Regions from separate parts of the Gossypium hirsutum genome. Here region 1 is linked to region 2. Evidence: chromatin contacts called from public Hi-C data. All regions are on one chromosome and are shown on one strand. The core of a region is the stretch at or near the end of the contact, and the rest is flanking DNA. Distances in the headings are between cores, read along the strand shown.

Region 1 (7,762 bases), core at 942-3,441, 100 kb before region 2:
AAGGTAAAATAAAGTTTAAAAGGTAAAAAGCCTAACTGTTCAAGCATATAACCATGTGAAGAAACATGACCAGCTAATTACAGTCACTATTTCAATTTTCAAAAGTACTATATAGACAATCTCATCAAAATACCATTTCAGACTTCAAATGATGCATTCTCTCCAACAGCTTCATTTCCATTTCCTATCATCACCAACAAAGATTAAATCAGTAAATATATAAATTTAATTTTCAACCACATCTTATTCTTCTACGTTTAACATTAACAAACACACTGCTCACCCGGTCTTACCCGTACTCGGTTTTTCTTAGCTTCTTGGATAGCATCCTCACTACACCCTTCAACAAAAGTTGCAGGTTCAGCTAATAGAAAAATTTGATCCAAGTAAACCAAAACTGGATCCTGGCCGAGCCTACTCCATGGAACCTGAAATCAGCATGTAAAACATAGGAACTTTACAAGAATGCAACAAACTTTTGAAGAACTATACATGATGTCAAAACTGGCACCAATCACTTAAGCTGGAGTTGTTGCCCCCTCTTTGGGAGCCGGAGGATTAACTTCCAAGGTTCAAATCTCATCTCCCCACTCAGACTTCCTCACATAAACACCCCCCCCCAAAAAAAAAAAAAAACGCCATGCAACACTAAAAGTTTTATTATATTACACTTCAACTCCATCATAAACATGTCTGGTGTAGCATATTACCACCCAGCCACCACTTCCACACAGTCACTGTACCACCAACATCGTCTCAACCATCTTTAACAATAACTTCATACCTGAATTAGTTTCTGAACCTCATAAATTTCACCCTCATGGATCTAGGATTATAATTTGTTCACTCTATTTTGTATTTTATATTTCATCAAACAGCTGCAAGCAAGTCTAAAAAATTAAGAACATAGAGCCTGGCCTAATAATAAGAATTTGAGACAACAATAGCTACACCACAAACCTTAAGTTTAACTGATCCAAGAAATCCTGCCTTGACCTTCACTGGCAGCTTTAATGCATTAAGTGCCTCAGGCTTCAGTTGCATGTTAGTTAGCTCAACATCACCTGTTTTAAATTTGAGAAAGTTAAGTGAAGATATCAAGAAAGCAACAGAATCCAAGGGAACTAACATACAAATAAATTGCACAATCTTTGAAAGATAAGTCTTGAACATCATAGTCCATACCACTTTCACCAATCAACTTTAAAACCTTCTTGTATCTCCCAATCATATCTTAAGCAACCTCAATCTAATGTTGTTTGTCGAGTATTTCAAACTCTTTCTTAGATTTCCCTCAATGTCCTAAAGTTTTTTCAAGTTTTTGCCCCTTCTAAACATTTGGGTGGAGTATAATTTTTATCAAATGGAACTCACGTTAGTAGATAATAGACATCCAAGCAGAAGTGAACTCTTAAAATCATGGTGGCAAACATGCTCATAACCCATGCCTATAACTCCAATAAAAATTAATTAACAGTCTTAGATAGCATGTTTATCACTTCGAACCAATACTAAAATTGTCTTGATTCTATCAACATTTCCATCCACAATAAAAGATTAAGCAAAACAGAAAGTAGATAAATAATTAGTCCAAAACAAACCAATTTCGAAAACACTCACTCACGATTAAATCACATGACAGAATAAAACATTCAAATTAAACGTAAAAAACAATAGAAGAAGCATAAACAAGAAAAAAAAACCCTTAATGAACATTTTCGATAATAGACACAATAACCCAACAGATAAAAAAAACGAAGTGATGAAAAAAGACACAAACCTTTCCAAACACTGATCTTAAGAGCTTCTTTATTGAGACCTCTGACATAGTTCCCCAAATACCTCTGCAAGAGGTACGCCACTTGATCCTCCAACATCTTCCCTGTTCTTTTTCTTTTTCTTTATTGGAATCTTCAATCTGAACTATGCGAGATACTGTTCATAAAAGGAATCTAAAATGTAAAACATTGTAAATTTTTGAGGAAAGAAGGAAGAAAACTTGAATAAATAGCGGTTACACAAAAAAAAAAAAAGGTGTGGGTTTTTCTCAAAAACACGCCAGCACCTTTTGAATGGAAGGTAGTGACTGACTGGAATACGCTAGAGTAGGGAGAGTCGTTACAGTTATAGAGCAGTCCATGGGTAAGTCCTTCATGTAGATCTTGTTTATTTGACTTTGACTTTTTTAATCAGTGGCAACTCAATATTGGTTTCTGTAATATGTGATGCGAAAGTTATGGTATTTACAGCTCAGCTGATTGGAATAAAGGGTACTATTCTCCCCCAATATTACTATTGTGCCATTATAAGAAAGGCGGTGGCGCGCAGCCGTTTTGCCTTTGCAAATTTTGACACCTAAGCTTTGTTAAACGTTTGCCGTTAACTCATCTACATCGTAGTAATGGATATATTTTTGCTTGCCCTTTTTTTTGCTCGAAAGATTTTGAGTTGTTATTACTTAGTATTAGTTTTTATATTTTAATTTATGTATTTCTTACTTTTTCAATTTTAGGTTTCATCTTTTTAAGATTATTAAATTAAATTTTGTTATTCTTAAAATCGTAAAGTAAATAAGTTAAGGATTCGGCTGAAGTTTAATTATGGAGAATATGTGGATCTTAATGGTCTTAGTGGAGGGTTATTTTTATGGTAGAAAGAAGGTCTTAAAGTTCAAATAATGGCTGCTAATATAAACATTATTGATACTTTGGTTTGTGATATGGGTAAGGGACAAAGCTCTCGGATATGTTAGATTTATAAAGCACTAGTGTTTCATGACACACAAGTTATTTGGGTTATTTTGATACGAAAATCTAGAACCGTTGTAGGCCCTTGGATGTGTATAAGGGATTTTAATGATGTTAAGGACTTAGAAGAGATGAATGGGAGCAAAATGAAAGCAGATAGGTGTTTAAGAAGTTTTCAGAATTTTATTGAAGGTCGTTCTCTTATTGATTTGCCCGCTAAAGGTCAATTTTATACTTGGTTCAACTCTATAGAGGGGCAGGTGATTAGAGAGCGGCTTGATCGAGTTCTGGTTAATAAAGAATGGCTGGATATGTTCTCAGACTCGTTGGTGTTTAATCTTTTTGTTGTAGGTTCGGATCACTCCCCAATCGTTTTGACTACTGATCGTAAAGATAGACAGGCTCCAAGGAGATTCAAGTTTGAATTGATGTGGGCAGATCTCGACGAATGTGAGGAAATTATAAAAGAGGGTTCGGATCAGTTTTTTATGGGTCCTCATGCTTTTTATCTGTTGCAGAAACTTAAAGGTGTAAATGTCATTTAATGCAGTGGAGCAAGAGTGTTTGTTGGGAATAATAGGGTTGTTATTGATTATTTGTTGGAGAAAATTGAGATTTTTCAGAGGAGTATGAACTGAAAGTTGAATTGAAAAGGGTTTGGAGTCTAGAGGAGAAATACTGGTTCCAGTATTCTAGAGTTAAATGGCTGGAGTTTGGTGATAAGAACACCAAATTCTTTCATCAAACAACAAAGTACTTGAGGCAATTCAATAAGGTGTTACGTATTAAAGATGAATCTAGTGTTTGGCTTGATGAGGAGTTGGATATTATTAAAAAGTTTAGGGGGTTTACCATAGTCTTTTTCGGACCGATGGTGTTAGGGAGTGGGGAAATACGATTAATTATGTGCCTAAAGTGGTTTCTGTTTATATGAACGAGTAGCTGGTTAAGAGAGTTCCGGAGGAAGAGATAAGAGCTGCGGTTTTTCAGTTGGGTGCTTACAAGGCTCCTAGGCTTGATAGTTTCAATGGTTTTTTCTTTCAAAAATTTTGGGAGGTTGTAAAGGAAGATGTAATTAAAGCAGTAGGTAGTTTTTTTTCATAGTGGTATACTTTGTAGAGAGATGAACTGTAGAGATATAGTTCTCATTCCTAAAGTATAAGTCCCTAAAACGATCTTGCAATTTAGACCCATAAGTTTGTATAATTTTGTTTATAAGATAATAACGAAGGTGCTGGTGAATAGAATGAAATCTTTTCAGGGAGAACTTATGACATATAATCAAAGTCCTTGTGTGAGTGACAAATAGATACATGATAATATAGTGGTAGAGAAATTTTTCATTATTTTAAGCTTAAGAAGAAGGGGAAGAATGGTGAAATGACACTAAAAGTAGACATGAGTAAGGCATATGATAGTGTGGAATGGGGTTTCCTTGAGGAAGTGATATTGAGATTGGGTTTTGATGTTAGATGGGTCGGCTGGGTGATGGAGTGTGTTAGGACTGTGTGGTATACTTTAATTGTAAATGATAAACCGTCAGATAAGATTGTTCTTAGTAGAGGTATTAGGCGGGGGAGCCTCTACTGCCCTATTTATTTTTGTTTGTCATGGATGTTCTGTCTAGAATGATTATTGTTGAAACACAAGCACATCACCTAAGTAGTGTCAAACTTTAACAGTCTATGTCCAGTGGTTTCCCATCTTTCTTGCTTTCTTTTTTTTGGCAGATGATTCCCTATTTTTCTTGAAGGCATAGATGAGAAAGTCTCAAGAGCTTATGCTTTTACTTGAACAGTTTGGAAGGCTTCGGGGCAATCAGTCAATCGAGACAAATCCAATATTGTCTTTAGCTCAAATATGGACATGAGAATCAGAGTTGAAATTGTCGCTGTGTTGGGAATTCCAAAAGCGAGATGTCCAGATTAATATTTGGGTTTATTGGGTAAAATCAGATGTAAAGTTTTGGGCTAACATTAAAGATAGGGTGTTGAACAAAGGTGCAATGTTGGAAACAACAAATCTTATCAATGGGTGGTAAGGAAGTTATTTTGAAAGCAGTTGAATGTGTTGTCCCAATCTATAGTATAGCATGTTATAAATGGCCAAAGAAACTTTGTTTTGATCTCAATAATGCTACGGCTCGGTTTGGTCAAAGAAAGGATGAAAGTAGGGTGCATTTGAGGAGTTGGGAATCTTAACAATGGATAAAATGGCCGTGGGACTTGGATTCAAGGATCTTGAAGCTTTCAACATTGCATTGCTGGCCAAACAATTCTGAAGATTGGTTCAAAAACTAAATGCGTTGTGGGCTAGGGTTTTGAAGGCCTTATATTTTCCTCATGTTTGAGTTTATTGATGTTGTGAGGGGTTCAAGAGCGTCATGATTTTGAGCAGTGTATTGGTTGGTTGAGATATTTTAAAAGATAGACTACTTTGGCAGGTTAAGGAAGGGATTGTGGTGTCTATTTGGAGTGACCACTAGATGCCTAAACTAAATGCTAAGCTTCTTGAACTTGTAGCTGGTGCGGGCACGTACTTTCCAAAAAAAAGTTGTGGAATGGATGAATAAAGAGGAAAGGGTATGGAAGGATAAGCCCATTGGTAACTGGATTTTTTATGAGGCAAGGTGTGCAGTTAAAGAAGTCGCAATTTGTCAATCAAAGGGAAAGATTCACTTATATGTCCATATGTAAATACAGGAACTTAATCTGTTAAATCTAATATTCTGAGTTGAAGAAATATTCCCTTTAAGGTGGAGCTTCGAAGCCTTCCTCTTCTAGACAAATCAACAAAAAGCATTGGAAGCTTCTTTGGAGTTTGAAGGTTCCAAGTAAAATCAAGCATTTTTTGTGGAAGCTGTGTACTGATTCAATTGCTACATTTGTAAATCTGTTTAAAAGAAGAGTTGTTTCTCAACCTTTATGCCCAATATGTCAGCAAGAGGAGGAGTCTATTGAGCGTATGTGTTTTGGCTGTGAATGGACTCGTGGGGTTTGGTTTGTTGGTTAGAATGGTCTCAAAATCGAAAGGGATAAAATTTGCAAATTTGATAAATGGTTTTTTAAGGTGTTGTCTTGTAAAGAACTGTTGGTGGAGGATAAAGTATGGGTGCCATTTACTGTTTGGTATACATGGAAAGGCAGACGCGACGTGTCATTGGAAAAAAAGGAAGTGGATAATAAGGGTACAGTTGATAAACTTACCTTTGCCATGAATGTAGTGTTAGGTTCTTTTCAATTTAAGAATAAAATTCACTACAATGTTTCCTGTTCTGCTGATAAGTCCAGGGCCCTACAAGAAGGTTTTGTCAAGATGAACTGCGATGGAGCTTTCAAAGAAGCAACAAAGGAAAAGGCTCTTGGTATTATTTCCCTGGACGTTAATGGTAAAATGCTAGGTGATGGGGCCAAAAAGGTGCATGTTCATAGTGCCTTACGAGCTGAAGTGAAGCCTATGCTGTCAAAGAGGGTCTAAAGCTGGCAATAGAGTTGATTGTTGAGTTAGACTCAAAGGAGGTTATTCGTGACTGTCATAAATCTCGGGAGATCGAAAATGGAGAATAGCTAATATCCTAGATGATATTGTCAATAGAATCGTAATACATTAACAAATATAAAAGTATTGTGTCTAAATTTGAAACTTATCATATACAATTATATACATAAATTTTTAAATTTCATATAATTATCATATGTGAGTTTTAACCGAATTAATTAAATTCATATACAACATAGTAATGACAAATTTTGATTTAATAAATTTATAACAAAGCCTAATTATTTTTCGTTGAAACCACGAGTACTTAATGTTGAACTGCAAGAAGACACGTGGCATAAAAGTATATCATCCTATGCCCAACAATACCAGGCCCATGAACGAGCAAATTGAATTTCTCATTGGAATCCATTTTATTATTTGGTCCAAATTCAACCCAACAACTCCCCCTATCTTTGAGGTCCAAAGCCCTGCAGGATTTAATAAACTGTGATTTATACAGTTAAAACATGCTTAAACAAAGTTTCAACTGTGATACAAAATATCTTTGGTCCATTACCAATATAATGATTTCATTAACAAAAGATGTTACTGTAATTGAAGGTTAAAATGTTCACTATTTTAAGTCTAACCTGAATTCAAGTAACGCTACTATTAAAATTTTACTCTCCTCTTATAATTCAAAATAAATAAATTAAGTGCAGTAAGGTTGATAGATTCAAACTCCGTACACCCCCTTTCTGGAGTTAGAAACAACAGGAAAACAAATGATTATGACCAATAATATGTGCCTTTTTTTTAATTATTGAAAACAACGGCACCAACCACCTTTTAGTTGAAACAGGAATTAGTCTTTTTAGCTCAGTTAGAAGTGTGTTCTATAATCTTGTCCCGTTTCTGGGCTTTTATTTCTTATTAAAACTATCTTTTGCTGCTATGGATCTAGACGTTTGAACGCATCCCAAACCAGTTCCCTCTTCTTTAATATTCCAAGAAAAAGGTAGTCATTTAAAAGGAGGAGAGAATAATAATAATTCATTTCCCATTTAACTCTGTCAGTGTCAATGCAACAAGCTTGTGAAATACTACAAGACAGTTGCGTGGAGGATTGATGATGAACCCTAACATGGCAAACAGTCCTTGTTTCCCTGGTCCAAAAGTTATCGCAGATACCCACAAATTCCTCATCTCAGAACCTAATATAACCACTTTTTTTTGTTCCCTCTTTTTTTTAAAGAAATTTCCGAATTCCCCCACTTTACTTGTCACTCTTTAAGTGTTATCAAACAAAACATAATTACCATTAAACTTAGTATGTAATTATAATCAACACAACAAAACAGAGTTGTTGAACCTACAACACAAAAGAAAACAGCTTTTTTGAGCAAGTACCATTTATGTCAGTCATTCTCACGTAACAATCAACAGCAGTGATACTGAAATGAGAATAAGAAATTTACTACAGAAATAGTCTAAGAAAACTTCTTATCATTCTTCATTGAATCAAAAAGAAAGAA
Region 2 (7,414 bases), core at 1,994-4,493:
GATTTGCACCCTTGCATGTGAGGGAAAGCATTAGTTTAGTTATTCAATAACCACCAAGTCAATTCATATTTATAAACATATCCCATACTTGATATATAACCGATGTAGGACTAATCTTTCCATTTTCCTCAACATAATTCACAAGTGGCTTACTTTAAGGATCAATTTCTCATTCATCACTTAACCATTTTGAGCATATGATATATTGTTGTAAAGGTCTCATGGGGTAGAATATAAAATCATAATTTTATGATTCAAATCTCCACTTTTACTAATCGAGAATATGCCTCAAAGCTTCTAAAAGTCTATTTTTTCCAACAGTTTCAGCCTTGAATAACAACATTTCTAATTTATCAGAACTTGGAACAGTGTTGCATGACTATTTACTGCTTCATTCATTGTTTGAATTCATATATTTTCGCAGGATTTGATGATTAACCAATAAAGTGACACATCAACTTGCTAGGGTGACTTTATCCCCTGTTGATTGTCATTCGTAGGATATTGCTCCCCCTTCTATTTGTCATGTCTTAGAGTTGGATCGTTCATTGTCTTTACCTATTAACTTTAAGCGGCATTAAGCTTAGGTGTACGAGGTAAGCCTATCGACTTGGAAATCAGTAGTCTTTTAGGTTATAGGTTGCTTTTGTAATCCAATTTTAAAGAAATGAAGTTGTACTTTTAAAAAAATAAAATAAAAATCAATACTACATTTAGTAGGAGTATTAATTATCCATCATGTTTTAGTATTAGTTAGCAATAAACTAATTTAAATTGATAACTTTTAGTGACTCACATGGCTTATATTAAAAAAAGGGGAAATTTTTGCTTATTTTAAAAAGGTCTTATTTTTTACAAAAGTTTTTACTCATATTTTTAATTTTGATTTTAATTTACATTAACTATTCTTTATTTATGCTTAACTAACATATATAATAAATAAACTTTTTCTTAATATTATTACATTAATAACCAAACAAAGTATAAAACTTATTTATTTATGTCAAAATAAAAAGTTAAAACCCGCAATAATATGAAAATGTAAATCCAAAATATTCAAGAGAATGATGATAAGTATAAAATCATGTACCTACAAAATTATGAGTTGCAAAGTTTTGAAATTAGAGTCCGAATTAAATTGAAAACAACATATCTATATTCCCATTTTTGTCGAAAATTGGAAGGGCGTTGAGGTGATCGGGTCAAGTGGTGGTCAGCCGTCAGCTTGCGTTTGGCAATGGAACCATCAACTAAGAAAGAAACAATATTACGCCATTGCCTTTGAGTTGGCGCTGAGTGGGACAAGGACCTCGGCCAAGGATCATCAATGATGGATTATCATATCAGATAAGAAACGTATGTTATGAAGTACATCAATGCATTAATATGCATATTCTCCCCTCAACTTTAAATTTCATCTAATTACTCAAGATAAATATTTTAGATAGGTTAAATTTTATGGGTGGTCATTATATTTATTGATTATGTGGATTTAGTCCCTCTACTATTATTTGTTCAAAATAATCTTTTTACTTTTTGAGTTCCTTGTTTTCAGTGCTTTAAGTAAAAAAATTTCGTTATCTATTTGAAAATTACTTATAATTATAAATTTAGTTCTTCATTTTATAATTTTTATTAATTTAACAATACTTTTTTTTAAATCGCAAAAAGACTTGAGAGTTAATTTTGTGATTATGCCAAAATTTTAAATATAATTGATAATCTCAGGATTGAAAATGAACGATTTAAAAAATAGAGATTATTAAAGGCTTCCCTTTCTATAAAAAAAGAAAAAGAAAATTAAGACTCCTTTTGGATTGGGTTTTTTACCCCAACTGCATTGGGAATGAAAGGCAAAAAGTTACCCCCAGTAAAAGTACTAGACTGAAATAATTACCATTTCAACTCCTTAATTATTTTTGTTATTATTAATTTTATTTTTTAGTTTAAATATAATTTCAATTATTATTATGATTTTAAATTAATCTAATTTCAATAAATTTTTAATTGTAATTGACCCAAGATAAATTTAATTCTACTTTTTAATAATTTAAATATAAAATTTTAGGATTTATTATATATATACATTTTAATTTAATGTCTATGATGGTTATTTTCATGGTTATTTTTTTTAATCCCATTGGAATTAAATTAACTGACCATCCAAATGGACCCTAAAAAGGTAAAAGTATCATAAAGGCCCTTGTACTAGAGTCAGATTCCATTTTGCTCCCTTTACTCAAAAATTAAGCAAATTAATCCGTTTACGTTAGATCAACGGGCAAATTGATCTTTTTTGTTAGAAATTCCATCCACTTGTACTGTTAAAAACTAGTGTGGCTAGTAGAATAATCAAACAGCAACACATGGCGTGCCATGTGTACTCATGCTGACATACATGGACCAAATTTTAATAGTAGAATTGATGAAATTTTTAACACAATGATCAGTTTACTCTTTTATCTAATGTATATGGACTAATCTACTCATTTTTTTAGTAGAGAGGCAAAATGCAATCGACTCTTAGTGTAGAGTCGTCCATGATATTTTATCACCTTAAAAACCAAACTTTTAATATAATTTGAAATGGTTAAATTACATTTTGGGGCTTGAACTTAGCAACTCTTCCCACATTGAGGCCTGAATTTTTTTTTGTCCAAGTTAAGCTCTGAACTTGGCAATTGTTCCCATATTGGGGTCTAAACTTTTTTTTAGTCCAAGTTAGGCCCTAAATTTGGCAAATGTTCCCATATTGGAACTTAAACTTATTTTTATCCAAGTTAGTCCTTAAAAACCCTATAGTTCAGGCCTTAATGTGAGAACAATTACTAAGTTCACAGCCTAACTTTAACAAAAAAAAAGTCCCCAATGTAAAAAAAATTGTCAAGTTTAAACTCTAATATAAAAATATTTATCAAATTTAGAACTTAATCTTAAAAAAAATTCAAACCAGAATATTAAAAAAATTATAATGTTTAGTTCCCAAAATAATGAAGTAATCCAATTTGAAAAGGTTGATGGTGAGCATGTTACGCTTAAATTCCCAAATATACCACTTTTAACGTCTCTCTCTTAGCCCTTAGGAAATCGGGAAGCATTGATAACGTTCACGCGTCAGACATACACATTTGCACTTCCAAACAACAAACCAAATAAAAATCCTTTTCCCTATGTCTGTATCTCCACTTATCACTAATGATTCTCTCACCTTTTCTTCCTATTACAGCCCTCCTAAAAAAAACTATTATTCCCCAAACAAAACAAACAAATAATCACTACTACACCATACTCAGATTGTGGTGGCCTGCTGTGTGGGTGGATACATACAAAGATTTATTGGCATCTTTTATTTCATTTATTATCACTTCTTTAATTTAGGGTAACTGCATATATGCATGGCTTGCATGTGAAAAGGTAGAAAAAGAAAGAATAAATTGTTTGAGTTTGAAATAGGGTTTGGTCGACCAAGAATTTTGGCTTCATTGAAAAGGGTTTATATTCATATTGCTCAGTCATTTTCGAAATGGTATAAACCTACAAGATTGACATGTTTGGTTTAGGTCATTTTTCAAAGATAACATTGTTTTCCCTAATAAACAAATAAATCAAGCAATGCCAAGTGTGGCAATTTATTTTTCCTTTTACTCTAAAGTTTTTCAAATTTGTCATGCAAAATAAAATGCTATATTTATATCCAACTTCTGCTTTTATATATTGTTTTGAGGGAGAATATATACATAGTTCAAAATAAAACTAGTTTGATTGTGGTTGTTAGCACCCAATTTCATTTTCAAGGGTGTAATGACCCGAAATTTGACTAATAAAACTAATTACCTTAAGCTAAGCCATAATCTATTATTTTCGGCCATTTGGAGCAATACTAAAAATACTCATGGTGTCCTTATTGAACCACCTAAAATAATTAAAATTAATTTGAAGGGAAAAAAAAAAGGGTTTAAGTGATGAGGATTAATAGGGAAGAAAGTTCCAATAGATGGGAAAGAATTGTAAGAGGGACAACTTTAACTTTATTTATTTATGAATAAATATTTGATATACTAATCAAAATTTACTACTTCATTTTTTTATTAACAAATTATTGAAATGATGAGGCTATTCAAAAAGAAAGGCTGTGGATGTTTCCCTCCTACTTGAATACAAAATTACAAGAGCACACCACACCCCCCCCCCCACCTTTCAATTTCATATATAGCATAATATTTCAGTGTTTCTTTCCTTTACATCCACGTTGCCTTGCATTTTATCTCATCTCTTTTTGGCTATAATTCATGCTTTCCTTCTCATCTATCACACTTGTTTTCCTTTAAAAATATATTTTGGCACATTTCCCCATTTCAAGTCAGTCCTACCTAGATGATCTCTCCTCTCTTCCTTATCATCAATCACCTAATTCCATAGAAAAAAAAAACTAAGAGAGTAGATTCATTAGAGAGGATTGGGAAATGTTAATTAGCTTGACTTTAATCTTTTTCTAAAGCAAAAGGTAAAATTTTAACTATAGCTGGAGTACTAGAATTCTTTTTGGTATAATGATATGTGTATTCACCCATTTTATGATTAAAGATTAATCTTATTTAAGTTGCGGTAGCATTTAAATAAAATCCTCCCAACATTAATAATTTCGTGATTGGAATTTGGATCAAAACTTGGTTCAAATGCTTGAAGAATAAGTCCATTGCCTCATGGATAAACTTGTTTATGGATCAAGTTACTAATCTAAGCTCGAAGGTCTACTCGAAATATGGAAGGATTCAGATAGTAGTATGAGGCTCGAAAAATAGACTTGAGCAAAAAAATTAGACTCACTTAATATATGAATTGGGTTGGGATTTTAACATTTAAGGCTTGAACTTGACTTGATCCAAACCATTTTATACTTTTGTAATATATATTTGTTTTTATATATTGTGTAAATTATATCACAAAAAATTAAAACATATAATAATACAATACTATGAGCGAGCCTAAAATAAATAAATTTGAGTAAATTTTTAAATTCATATTTCGAGAAGTCCTAAATAAATATAAAATATATTAATATCATATATATATATATATGTTTGAATGGTTTCTCACTTTTTCCATATTTGAATTGATAAGTTTTCCAAGGCATTTCCAACTCCCTAACACATGCACCCTGCATTCTTTCATTTCCCATCCTTCCAAATTCAAATAATTCAAACATCCCCTCACTCTTCTTTGATTGAGGTGCATTATATTGTGAGGGAGGGATTTTTTTTTTAAAATTATAAAGAGATTGCATATGTCCCACTCATAAATAACTCAAAATAATAAGCAATTAAGCAAGTGTGTGATTTGGAAATATTATTAATTGTTTCTAGTAAGTATAACAAATGATAATTGAATTTAAAAGATTTCTTTCTTTGTTGGCAATCATAAGAAACTGTTCACTTGTGAGAGAAAACATGCACCAATTTTGCCTAAATTTTAGAATCATTTTGGTTCTAATTCATCATCTCTTTTGACCTAAATATATATATAAATAAATAAAAAGTCTCAAATAAGAAATGATACTACATGCATCAATTTTTTTTTCTTAATACTCTGGATAAAATTATTTTTTTTAAAACTAATTTTATTTCATGAAATTTAAAGGAAAGCAGGTTTGGACCAACCATAGGCTAAATTAAGAACCAGATCCATATAGCAGTCCCCATTACTATTAGGCCTAAATTGTCTTTATCAATAAAGGGTCCCAACTCTTCCAAAATCTGAAAATCAACAAAATTAGAACTGTGGCAGTTGAAATCAAGCACATCATGTGCTGCGCATGTGACTTTGGGACACTTGAAAATTCCAAAGTATTTTCAGTGCAAAAATTTAGTACATTGGTACTTGCTCTTTGTTTGTTATGGGGATATAATATATGTATTTTAATTAATCCCCATGTCTGAGTCTCAATCTTAATTAATTATTGACTTTTTAAAACATATTATCTGTTTCATCAGGCCCATTGCTTATTACTTCATTATAACAACAGCCCAAAATTAGGAGGTGGGTTTTTCTTAGTTGTAAAGATTATGGAGGACCAAATTTAAAAATAAATAAATAAACATATTGATTAATAATAAAAGATGACAAGAAGATGAAGATTTGACATTTCATCAATTTGTCTTCTTCTTTCGGTGGTGGCTTTTGGGTTAGGAAAAAAAAAATTAAAGTTCAATCAGCTTAATTAACCATTTTCTTTTGTCTTATTAGTTGGATTAGGTTAGGTTCTTTCTCACTCTCTTTTTATCTCAAAATTGATGTCCATCATTTAAATTTTCCCTAAGAAAAATAATTTCTTTTACTTTTTCGTTTTGAGACACACAGTTTGAAAATTCAAACAAATAGTTGAAAACCCAAAAAAATCTCTTTATATTTCATATTATTTCTAATAAGAAAAATATCGTGGAGGACACTATATTAAGAGTCAAATTACATTTTGTTCCTTTTATTTAAATATTGAGAAACTTAGTCCATATATGTTATATCAAAGAGTAAACAGGTCCTTTTTGTTAAAAAAATTATTAATTTCTATTGTTAAAAATTAATATGGCTAACGAAATAACCAGATAGTTACACGTGGTGTGTCCTGTGTAAATCATTCTAACATATAAAGACTATTTTTTAAAGTAAAAATAGATGGAAGTTTTAATAGAATGATCAGTTTGTTCTTTCATTTAATGTATAGTGACTAATTTTTCTTTCTTTTTTTTAGTTGAAAAAATAAAATGTATTAGAAGATTTAAGAAACAAATCGGGGAATTGATCATCAAATTCAAAGCTATAATGTTGATGGCTAATGCGCCAAAAAAAAAAAAAAAGCAAAGATATTGGGAAACTTAAGCTTGGTTTTGGGGTGGCTTTGGAGTCACTTGTTTGGATTTGGTTGCTTCAATATGATCCCTTATGAAACACGTTCAAATGTGTGATTCGAAACCACAATTTGACAGGATCCACCTGCTTCAATTGACTTATTTTTATTGTTTACAATAATCCCAAATTGCACCTTGTCAATGAAGCCATGGATATTAACTATTAAAGCAAATGAGATAAGCCATACTAATTGGAATATATCCTTTGGACAGACAATTTGTAGCTGTTTGAAGGTTTAAAAGCCATAGTAGGGACCATAAGGGAAGCACCAATCTTGATTATTATCATTATGCTTGCTGCTTTTCTTTGGTTTATCTCCTCAGGCTTGCTTAACTAACCTTGTATTTTGTTTTGTATCGGTCATTTTCAATCTTTCATTATTAAGAAATTTGGGGAAGATTTGGAGGTTTGGGTTAGATATATATATATATATAAACAAGTCATGATAGTAGACCAAGAAATTGGATAATTTTAGTTGGATCAGCTCAGCATACACGTTTTTAGCCCCCCA

The links. A called contact is a pair of places that touch in the nucleus more often than the background predicts.
Region 1: a Hi-C map of leaf shows a contact between it and region 2, with 4 times the contacts expected there. The contact joins the promoter of LOC107919490 here to the enhancer-like site in region 2. A contact is called at or near these places in 4 of 34 Hi-C or Micro-C datasets (callus and leaf).

Annotation. Positions count from the first base shown.
Region 1 is chrA08:113,186,757-113,194,518 of Gossypium_hirsutum_v2.1, reverse strand. LOC107919490 reads right to left here and starts at 2,191. Exons shown (of 65, transcript XM_041074825.1): 1 at 2,066-2,191; 2 at 1,781-1,935; 3 at 961-1,064; 4 at 294-428; 5 at 134-184. The coding sequence starts at 1,877. It also overlaps LOC107918469.
Region 2 is chrA08:113,084,745-113,092,158 of Gossypium_hirsutum_v2.1, reverse strand. No RefSeq gene overlaps it. Among protein-coding and RNA genes, the nearest start is that of LOC107944519, 38 kb to the right of the region's middle. Within about 2 kb of position 3,243, at least 3 of the 9 cell types and tissues checked have an H3K27ac peak or open chromatin away from gene starts, as enhancers often do. A contact at or near this core is called in leaf, where this site is marked.